Linked DNA regions of Oryzias latipes: region 1 is linked to region 2. The links are chromatin contacts, called in public Hi-C maps. All regions are on one chromosome and are shown on one strand. The core of a region is the stretch at or near the end of the contact, and the rest is flanking DNA. Distances in the headings are between cores, read along the strand shown. Region 1 holds the start of LOC101161208 (XK-related protein 5). Region 2 overlaps lin28b (protein lin-28 homolog B).

Region 1 (4,405 bases), core at 1,307-3,806, 50 kb after region 2:
CTCAGTTCATCCACCTCAAGCTCCACAAACGCCTGCACACTGGGGAGAGACTCCACCGCTGTCCTCACTGTTCCTGTGCCTTTCTCCACTACTGCAGCCTGCAGGTGCACCTTCAAGGCTTCTGCCCTCTTTCACCCTCAGCTTCCTGCAGATACTCGCCAGAGGAACTACATCGGTTTAACTGTGAGATAGAAAGATTTGACAGCAGCGAGGCCGCCGAGCAGCTTGAAGTGCTGTCAGCAGGGATAGATATGGAGAGGGGGAATATTTTTGACCTGATAAAGAAGATACAAACTGGAGTCTTAAGTCACCTGGAGGGAGTGGAAGGGGAGACCGAGTTAAGCCTCTGCAAATCGGCAAAAAAGAGTTGCGAGGGTCAGCTCCACCGAATTAGTCCCTTATGTCTGAATCCCTCAAGAATCAAACTGGAATCCGGCTGTGTTTCAGAGACTTAAAGATGTCCTGTTAATCTGGCCAAATAATCCTTATAGGTCAGCTCGACAGCTGTGAATTACTGCCCTATCCGGAGAAAAGCCTTACCTCAATCATGGATCGGCTGGCCTATTAAAGGGACTGCAGATCATAAAAGGTCAAAACAGCAGGCTGAGCCTCGCCTGATGTAGTCTACATTTTTGTGTCTATTTATTCTCTTGCTAATTTTAATCTAACATGTATAAAAGCACAGAATTGCAATATTTTTTTACTGTTTTTCTTGCATCTCAGGAACCGTTTTGCTGAAATGACAACTAAACAAGATTTATACCCAAACATTTATTATATGTAATTGTGGTCTCACTGTGTGAGACTGAGAGTTTCTTTGTGTGTATTTTTGTTGTCTGATTAAAGTGACAGCATCTATTTAATGTGTGTTGTGAAAGCGGACTTAAAGGTAGTGACAACACAGAGGAAACCTCAGTTGTGCGTGCATTACATTTATGCTTCCTTTGTGCAAGCATGCTTCGCTTATGTGAAAAACCTTTATATTAGTCTTCGAATAGTCCCCTCTAGTTGGTATCAACACATAAAACTACACTGAGCAATAAAGATATGATTAATTTGGAAAGACAATACCAAACCACACAGCGCCAATAGGTAGCAATACGTCTCTTGGGTTTAATGTCTGACATTATAATGTTTAGTTAAGGAAGGTATTGATAAAATTTCTCATTTTAGCATAATGTGCACATTGTAGAGATGTGTGGTTAAGTACTGCTCCAGATCTTGCACACCTCACTGTGGTAGAAGGACAGACTCACACTGTGACTGGGCTGCAACCTCCTGTGATACTCACATTACAACTTTAAAGGGTATCAGGTGGCAAAAGGTTCAAAGTGCCCAACCGTTGACAACAAAAGAACATGTCTCCTCACGGCTGATGATACACTGAAGATCAGGTCACAGAGTGCCTTCAAGCTGCTCTGCTGCATCATCTCGAGATGAAAACAGATGACAGAAGAAATGAGATCAGTATGGATGAAACACACCGCTATAACAAAGCAAAGATCATGTGAAAAAGGCAAAGTCTGTACAAGCAACCGACAGATTGTATCTAATTATTTAGTAGTTAACATTTTGAAAAAGCGCTGTAAATGTATAATTAGGAAGAAAACTCCCACAGTTTTTAAAAAAGGAAAGAAACAAACATCTGCTAAAAAGAAGGCTCACTGTTAAACAAAAATAAGGCCCAACATACTGAGAAAGAACTGAGTGAGAAATTGAGGAAGGTAAAGAAGTTGCACATAAATAAAAAATCTTGAAGTCCCACTCTAAAAACGTTTGGTTTTTTATGTGTGTTCCCAGTGGTCTTTTAATTATGATTACTGTAGGCTGTTTTTTAGTCAAATTCATTTTAAAAAAGTGTCGTTTAGAACCTATTTTCTGCAGAGCGGCAGTAGTTCATTAGAAATTCACCTCTACCAGCTCAGTGGCTTTATGGCAAAGTGTCTGGAAGGCTGTGAATTCAAATCCAGGTCGAGTCATACCAAAGATCCAATGCCTCCCTGCTTGACACTGAGCATCAAGGGGTTGGATTGGGGGGTTAAATCACCAAACCACCAAATGGTTCCTGGCAGCAAACCGCTCCCCAACGGGGATGGGTCAGATGTGTACAACAAATGTCACACACACATAGGTGCGTGACAGCTAATGGGACTTTAATTTTAACCTCTAAGTTGTGGCCAGGACCTGGCCACAACTTAGACCTATGTGGCATGAAGCAACCCCGCCCCCCTTCCCTATGAGCTTGGAGCAGAAAGCCAACCAGGAGGTTTACAACATCAAACATAAGCTTTTTTTCAAACTGCATTTTCCGGCTGCTCCTAATTCACAATGATTTCAATAGATAAATATTCTAAAATGCAATTTTATGCTTAATTTTCTTAAAATTAACATCTGAAAAATGTGACAAGATCATGTTAAAAACTCACACAGAAAAACTTTTTTTTTTTAATTTCCATATCAAATATGATAAGAATGAGAAGCATCAGTTTCAGGTGTGCATGTTTTCATCAGAGCGGAAGCATGGCTGATGCCTCTTTAAGCCTCCCGATGACGTCACGTATTTTTGACAGGGGGGCTGGCAGCGCGAGAAGAGGAAAAAGGGAGCGGATGTTCCCGGGGTGGAGGACGCTCAGGATGGTATCGCCGGGTTTTTTTCCCCCCACGTAACCGCAGCATGATAAACGCCGCTGCTGGAGCGGTTGCCCGCAGGATGCCGTCCGCCACCCGGCGGAGCGGCTGCTGGATCGCGTGGTGTCACGCGGTTCTGTTCGGCGTGTCGGCGCTGGTTATCGTAGCCGAGCGGAGCGCTCGTAAGTGGGGATAGATTTTCCTAGCGGAATGCTAACCTGGCTGCTGGTGTGCAAAATGATATTTCGACTGAAACAACCTTTTCCTGTAAAATATATGATGCTTTTTTGTTGTTGTTTTTTTTGGGGGGAGGGGGGGTAATGATGAGAGGGGAAACAGCGTTGGTTAGTGATGGAGCTCTTTCAGCATCATCAGAGGGATCAAAGAGGTTGCGGTGGTACAGGCGTGAGAGCTGGATGCAGCTGACTCCTGGTGGACTGTGGGACCTCCAGGGGTCACCCATGATGGACAAAAAAATACTATTACTATATTTTTCCACATATTGATTATATGCCTTCCACCTTTTTTTTTTACTCAACCCACACCCTTTCCTATTAGAAAAAATTACTGAAGTCAATCTAACATTTCATTCATGTGATAAATACACATGTGTGAAATGTAAGCTGAGAAATAAGCATTGCAGCAAATTTGCAGGTCAGTCAGGCAAGGTCAGGATAGAACAGGGATGGGCCATGTTCTGCAGATCACTGTATAGATGCTGTGCTGATGGCCTTTTTGGTGAAGGACTCAAAAGCTGCATGAAAACACGTTTTGGTCAAGAGATGCTTCAGATCTCGTCTCTTGGAAATATTTTGGAAACACGTGCGCACTTTAATTTCACCAGGACCCTTGTTTTGTTGCATTTGTCAACATGTCTTTATAAATACATGCTGGTTGGGATGATTTAGGATTCATAAACCGGTTTGTGTCTGTTGTTTTGTGTGAGTCAGTGATCTACTGCATAGGGTTTTACCTTTGGAACGAGGAGACGCAGTGGGCTGGCCTCACACTCGGGCTCTTTCTTCCGGGGACAGCGGTTCAGCTGCTGAGTGTGAAGTGGTACTATGATGATGGTGACGACAGGCGATGCTATCTCTCTGTCATACACATCCTACACCTGGGCATCTTTAAAAGGTAAAATAGTCACACGTTCATACAGATTGGCACCAAAACAAATGATTCAGGATTTAAATCAGTGAGAATCACACTTTGGTGACCTATAGTGAGGATCAGACCTCATTGGTAAAGTGATTTGTGCTCTAAGGTTGTGTATGTCTCCCTCCTCTGGCAGGCTCTGGGATTGCATGAAGTCTGTTCTGCGCAGGCAAGGCTCCGTGTCTGAACTTGGGGTTGTTGTCATGCAGCAGGCAGATGTTGCTGCTCTTTGGGTTCTAGAGGCTCTTGTCCTTACACTGCCTCAGAGCCTGCTGCAGGCATACGTTGTAGTGTCCACCGACGTGGGCATCACATCGCCAGGTAAACCTATATTAGATGCACGGTGATGAGTATGGTCATTTAAACAATGTTTAATACTTCTTTTTAACCTTCAGTGGCATACTGCTGTGGCTTATGCGTGCTGTCTGTTTCCTGGGCACTGGTGCTGTACAGCAGAGCGTGCTGTCTTATACGACCTGGCCACTTGGCCATGCCTCCTGCAGCCTTGCTGTGCCAGCTGGTGTGGAGGGCAGGCATGCTGGGTGCCAGGGTGACCTGCCTCATGTTTTTTGCGAGAGTCTTCCATTGGTGGGTCTGCGGTGTTGCAGGTGATCCAAGATTT
Region 2 (4,568 bases), core at 477-2,976:
CGCTCCCAGGACACAAAATATGTTTAGAAGGTAAATAAATTTCAATTTGAAGAAGTGATCTTTTGTGTCATGTGTTTCATTTGGTTTTCGTTGGTTTTTTTTTCCCAGTGGCAGATGTGTGGTGGTGGGTGGCAGCTGCAGAATGGAGGAGCACAGATTGCTAAGTGATTCACCCTGCTCCTGGCATCTCCGTTACCCCATGAGTCTTTTCACTGACAGTGTTTTCATTTCTATTTGCTTGGTGTGTAACTAGCATGGTAGGCTAGATGCTTTGACAGCTCTGTCAGGGAAATAACAGTGCTGGTCTTCTGGTTATTTCCTGTTTGGCAGAAAACCTGTTTGGCAGGGGAAAGAAAACGCTGTTTGTGACACAAGATCACATTTTTTTTTTAGCGCGGATTGGCTGTTGGTGCTCAGTTTGATAAAATCCCTGGACCGATATTGCAAATTAGCTCACTGCCTGATGACATCTAATGTGCCACTTGTGCACACGACGGAAATAACAGTGTTGAGCGTGGAACCCACCACTTCTCCTGACAGGGGAATCATGTTTTGTTCGCCGCTGTCAAACAGTACCCACATTCCACTCCAAAATCCCACATTAGTTTCTCTCAAACAAATGCTCAGTTTCTCCCCTCTCCATCTGCCTTTGAGTCATTCATACTGTTGATTCCACCTCTGGAGGAATACATCAGGCATAATGCCTTTTCTTTCATCAAGGTATCAGCTTTAAAGCAATTTTCCTCCCCTCACAGGGAGCCAAATGGAGACAAGAAGATGTCGATTCCCTCATCTCTTTGTCTGTCCCCTTTGATCTCTTTCAACATGAATTCCCAATGCACAGAAAGTAAATGGGAATTTTTTTTGTCTGCCTTTCTCTGGAGCATGGTTGATCATACAAAATTGACCAGAAATGACTCCTAATGACCCCTGTGTTTTACTCAAGAAAAAGAATACCCTGCAACATACTCCCAGCTATCATTACTCGTAGTGCATTTTAATGACGGATGAATAATTCAGGGTGTGCTAGTAGATATAATAGTCCAGAGTGCTGATGCTGAGAACATCTTTATGGAGGCTGTCTGCATCCGTGTACAAGTGTGCGCATGAGGGATGAGAAGGCTTCTGTGAGAAAAGACATGGCTTTAAACAGTGCATGAATGCCGGTGTGTATTGTTGTCTGTCACATTAACATACAGCAGTTGTGATCCATCTTCCATCCCCTTGTGCAAGAGCCCCCTCTATCTCACTGGAAAGGTTAAAGCATACAGCCTGGAGGCAGTGGTACAAAGGTCAACATGCAGTTTAGGGATGAAGGATAGGGAAAACAGTAGAGAAGGTGTTTTTAGCCCTCTTGTTGGCCTGCACACTGCCCCTCTCATCTTAAAAAAAAAAACACCTTTGCTGTTATAGCTGCAGCGAAGGCCCGCCGCTTATCCTGCAATTCTCCCGTCTCCTTATCGCCACTTCCTTCTATTATCACATAGAAATGGGTGACCTTCACAAAGACATTTCAACAAATTGAATATTTGAAAAGACGGGCTTTGCAGGAGAAAAATGGTAAGTAAATCAGGGAAAGTGCAAACAAATGGAAGCCTCAAAGCCTGGGTGTACTTAACAGGAGGAGAATGCTGGTTATAAAACAGGCGGCTCGATGCTGTTGAAGAAGAGCAGGACAACAGAGAGAGGGCAGTGAAGAAACACCAGTGTCTTGGTGACTCAGATGTGTTGAGGTGATTAATCTGTTTTGGCTGCCCTTCACAGGCCTGAGGGAGAATCAGGGTTTAGTATCACTAGGTTGCCCCCGTGTGGAGAAAAAAAGTATCAGTCACAAAAAAAACGAAGAAGCAGTTTTTAAATTATTTTGTTTTCACATTTAATGACTTGTTTCTTTTCTAAGATAATAAAAACGTATTTCTAATCTCAGACTACTATATTATTATTATTACATCATATTTAAAATTCATACATGCTCCATTATCTCATGTAGTCCTATAACAAAAAATAAATTAAAAAAATCATTGATTTTTATTTATTTATGATCATTTTTTTTAATTATAAAAAGTAATAGTCAAACTGTTTGTCTCCATTTCATGAATGCATTTGCTTTTTTTATATTTAGTCTAGTGTACTGCCCTTTGTGTTAAAAGGTATGAAAAGTCTATAAATGGGGATTTGATTTGATATAAAAAATGCCTAAATTAAGTCATGAAATGTTTTTCCTTAAAATCTTGTGCAAAACAACTGTGAAAATTGTTTTAATAAACATTATTCTAAAGTTTATGTATGAGTAGACAACTAAAGAAATGTTATTTAAAATACAATGATTAAGTTTTAAGTCATTTTTATGTTCCAGTTTTTTGTATTTAACTATGTAAGGATTAATAATTTTGCAGTCTATTGATTTTTACTTATGCTTTAGCATTACAAAATAATCTAATTTAAATTTTAAATATTTTTAATTGGTCATTCAATTTCATCAACTTTCAGATACATGAATACACTTCTTTTAGTAGTGATGTTTTAATTACATTGAATTTATACCAGATCTTGTGAATTTTTTCCAAGTACTTAAAACAAATTCTTGTATTTACAGCCTTTTAAATGCGACACAATAATCCATTTCTTTTAGTAATCATACATCATTTAATGCCAATATAATAGTTTCATTTTCCAATCAAGTTTAAGACATTTAAAAATCCAAAGTTCACAGAAATAATACAAAAAGCAGGACACATATACTGAGGCTAAATTAATAAGTGATATGAACATAAAAGAACATTTCTCCATTTAAAAGCGATCAGTGCTTGGCTCTATACAAACTCGCAAAAAAACAAACAAAAAACAAACAAAAAAAATCACAGAAAACCCTCTAAGGCCACAATAAAATCGACAAAGCAAACATGGAAAATGTGAGGCTAACAAAGTACAGTATCTCCTTTTAGTCGGAAATATGTAGGTCCCAAGAATGTTCTTCACTTAAAGAAAAAGAATAAACACAACAAATCTTTGTCCCCTAGATTACATTGTTTTTACAGTCAAGGCAAAGCACAGAGCTGCAGTCAAAAGCAGCAGTTTGAGGTATGTGAGCTCCAGTCTGTCTGCAGTCATCCTCTGATCAACCACAGGAGAAAACAGTGAGTCTGACTGCTGAGGTTTCCCTAACCAGGAACGTGGCATAGTACATTCTGTCTGTCTCCAAAGGCATTTCAGCTTTCCTTCTCTGTCTGATTCAGATGTCCAAATATATAGCTTTCGTTTTTTGTTGGAAAAACGCATGCATTCTTAAGACTTTTTCTTCACTTATTTTACATTCTGATTGTTTTTATAACACTTGGATTATCATAAAACCCAGGCAGAATTGAAAAGAAAACTTCCTGGTTTTTGGATTTGTCCCTCCCAACTTATTTTGTCAATTTGTCAAAAGCAGAAGAAGGCCTTATTTGGTCAAATTGGGATTTCCACAATACATGAGAATATTGCCATACAGCTGAGGTAAATACAGGTCATTTCTTAAGGAATAAACAGCAGCCTTTAAATGAAACTGCAGGAAAATTTATTGCAATTCAGAAAGCATTTCCTTTAGACTGTCCCCTTGAAAATAAATTGATAAGGAAGGTTCTCATTTGTTTTATTTTGTTTTTTTAAATATTTATTTCCTGTTAGGGTATTTAGGGGAAATAAAAATCATCAAAAATATTTGATTATCTTTTATGTATCAATCAAATCAATCGATCAAAAAGCGTAGCGTAACGGTTGTCTGTAAAGAGGGACCCTTATTAGTTTACTTGCTTTAGACTTGCAGTTGCATTAACCACAAACTTCTACAAAACACTTAATTTAATTAAAAAAGCTGGGAACCTATTTGTCCTGTATTTTTAATTTGAACCTAAATTAAATGAGCTGTCCTTGTTCATTTCCCTAATCTGTTCGGAATCACAAAGTCATTGTTCACCTCAAGTTACACATAAACCCAAACAAATTCATATCAATTAATTTCTCATTAAACTTCAAAGCTAATCCTGCTTTGTTACGAGTTTTCACATAACTAGTGTTCAAAACTGAGCAAAACTGTAACTTGCATTAAAAGTCTTTTGATAAAAACTGCCAAAGAAACAGAAAAATTGGTAATAAAGTTAAATGAATCATTATTTTGTTTATTATTGTATCTAATAAATGCTCAAATTAAAAAAACTGAATTATATATGACATTCCTCATACATAAGAATTTTCTCTATAATGTAATATGCCACATTAAAGGGGGCACCTTTTGATTGTAATCTCTGTAGGTGAGATTTCTGCTCTGAATCTATTAGAAAGGAAAGTTTTCACATTTTATGATTTGTAAACAGCAGCTAATAAAGTTTTTCTTTTTGAATGGGCTGATTGGTGCCTGCAAGACTACTTTGACTTTTTTTTTTTCGTTCGCATGGGGATTTTGTTCACACTTTGATTAGTAAGAGATGTGGATAAGGATATTAATGCAAATGCAAATATTTGTTCTAACTTCCTGTGATACTTTCTGATACAATGTTAGGGTTTGTATTCAATTGTTTTGTAGTGTTAAA

The links. A called contact is a pair of places that touch in the nucleus more often than the background predicts.
Region 1: a Hi-C map of gastrula embryo shows a contact between it and region 2, with 2.2 times the contacts expected there. The contact joins the promoter of LOC101161208 here to the enhancer-like site in region 2. A contact is called at or near these places in 4 of 5 Hi-C or Micro-C datasets (embryo and gastrula embryo).

The regions. Positions count from the first base shown.
Region 1 is chr24:6,976,119-6,980,523 of ASM223467v1, forward strand. It overlaps LOC101161208 (XK-related protein 5), which reads left to right and starts at 2,557. Exons shown (of 7, transcript XM_004083581.4): 1 at 2,557-2,810; 2 at 3,579-3,762; 3 at 3,920-4,104; 4 at 4,179-4,391. The coding sequence starts at 2,675. prdm1b (PR domain zinc finger protein 1-like) reads left to right here. Exons shown (of 7, transcript NM_001278810.1): 7 at 1-858. The coding sequence ends at 455.
Region 2 is chr24:6,927,120-6,931,687 of ASM223467v1, forward strand. lin28b (protein lin-28 homolog B) reads right to left here. Exons shown (of 5, transcript XM_011491588.3): 5 at 3,647-4,568. Among protein-coding and RNA genes, the nearest start is that of lin28b, 24 kb to the right of the region's middle. Within about 2 kb of position 1,727, at least 2 of the 8 cell types and tissues checked have an H3K27ac peak or open chromatin away from gene starts, as enhancers often do. A contact at or near this core is called in gastrula embryo, where this site is marked.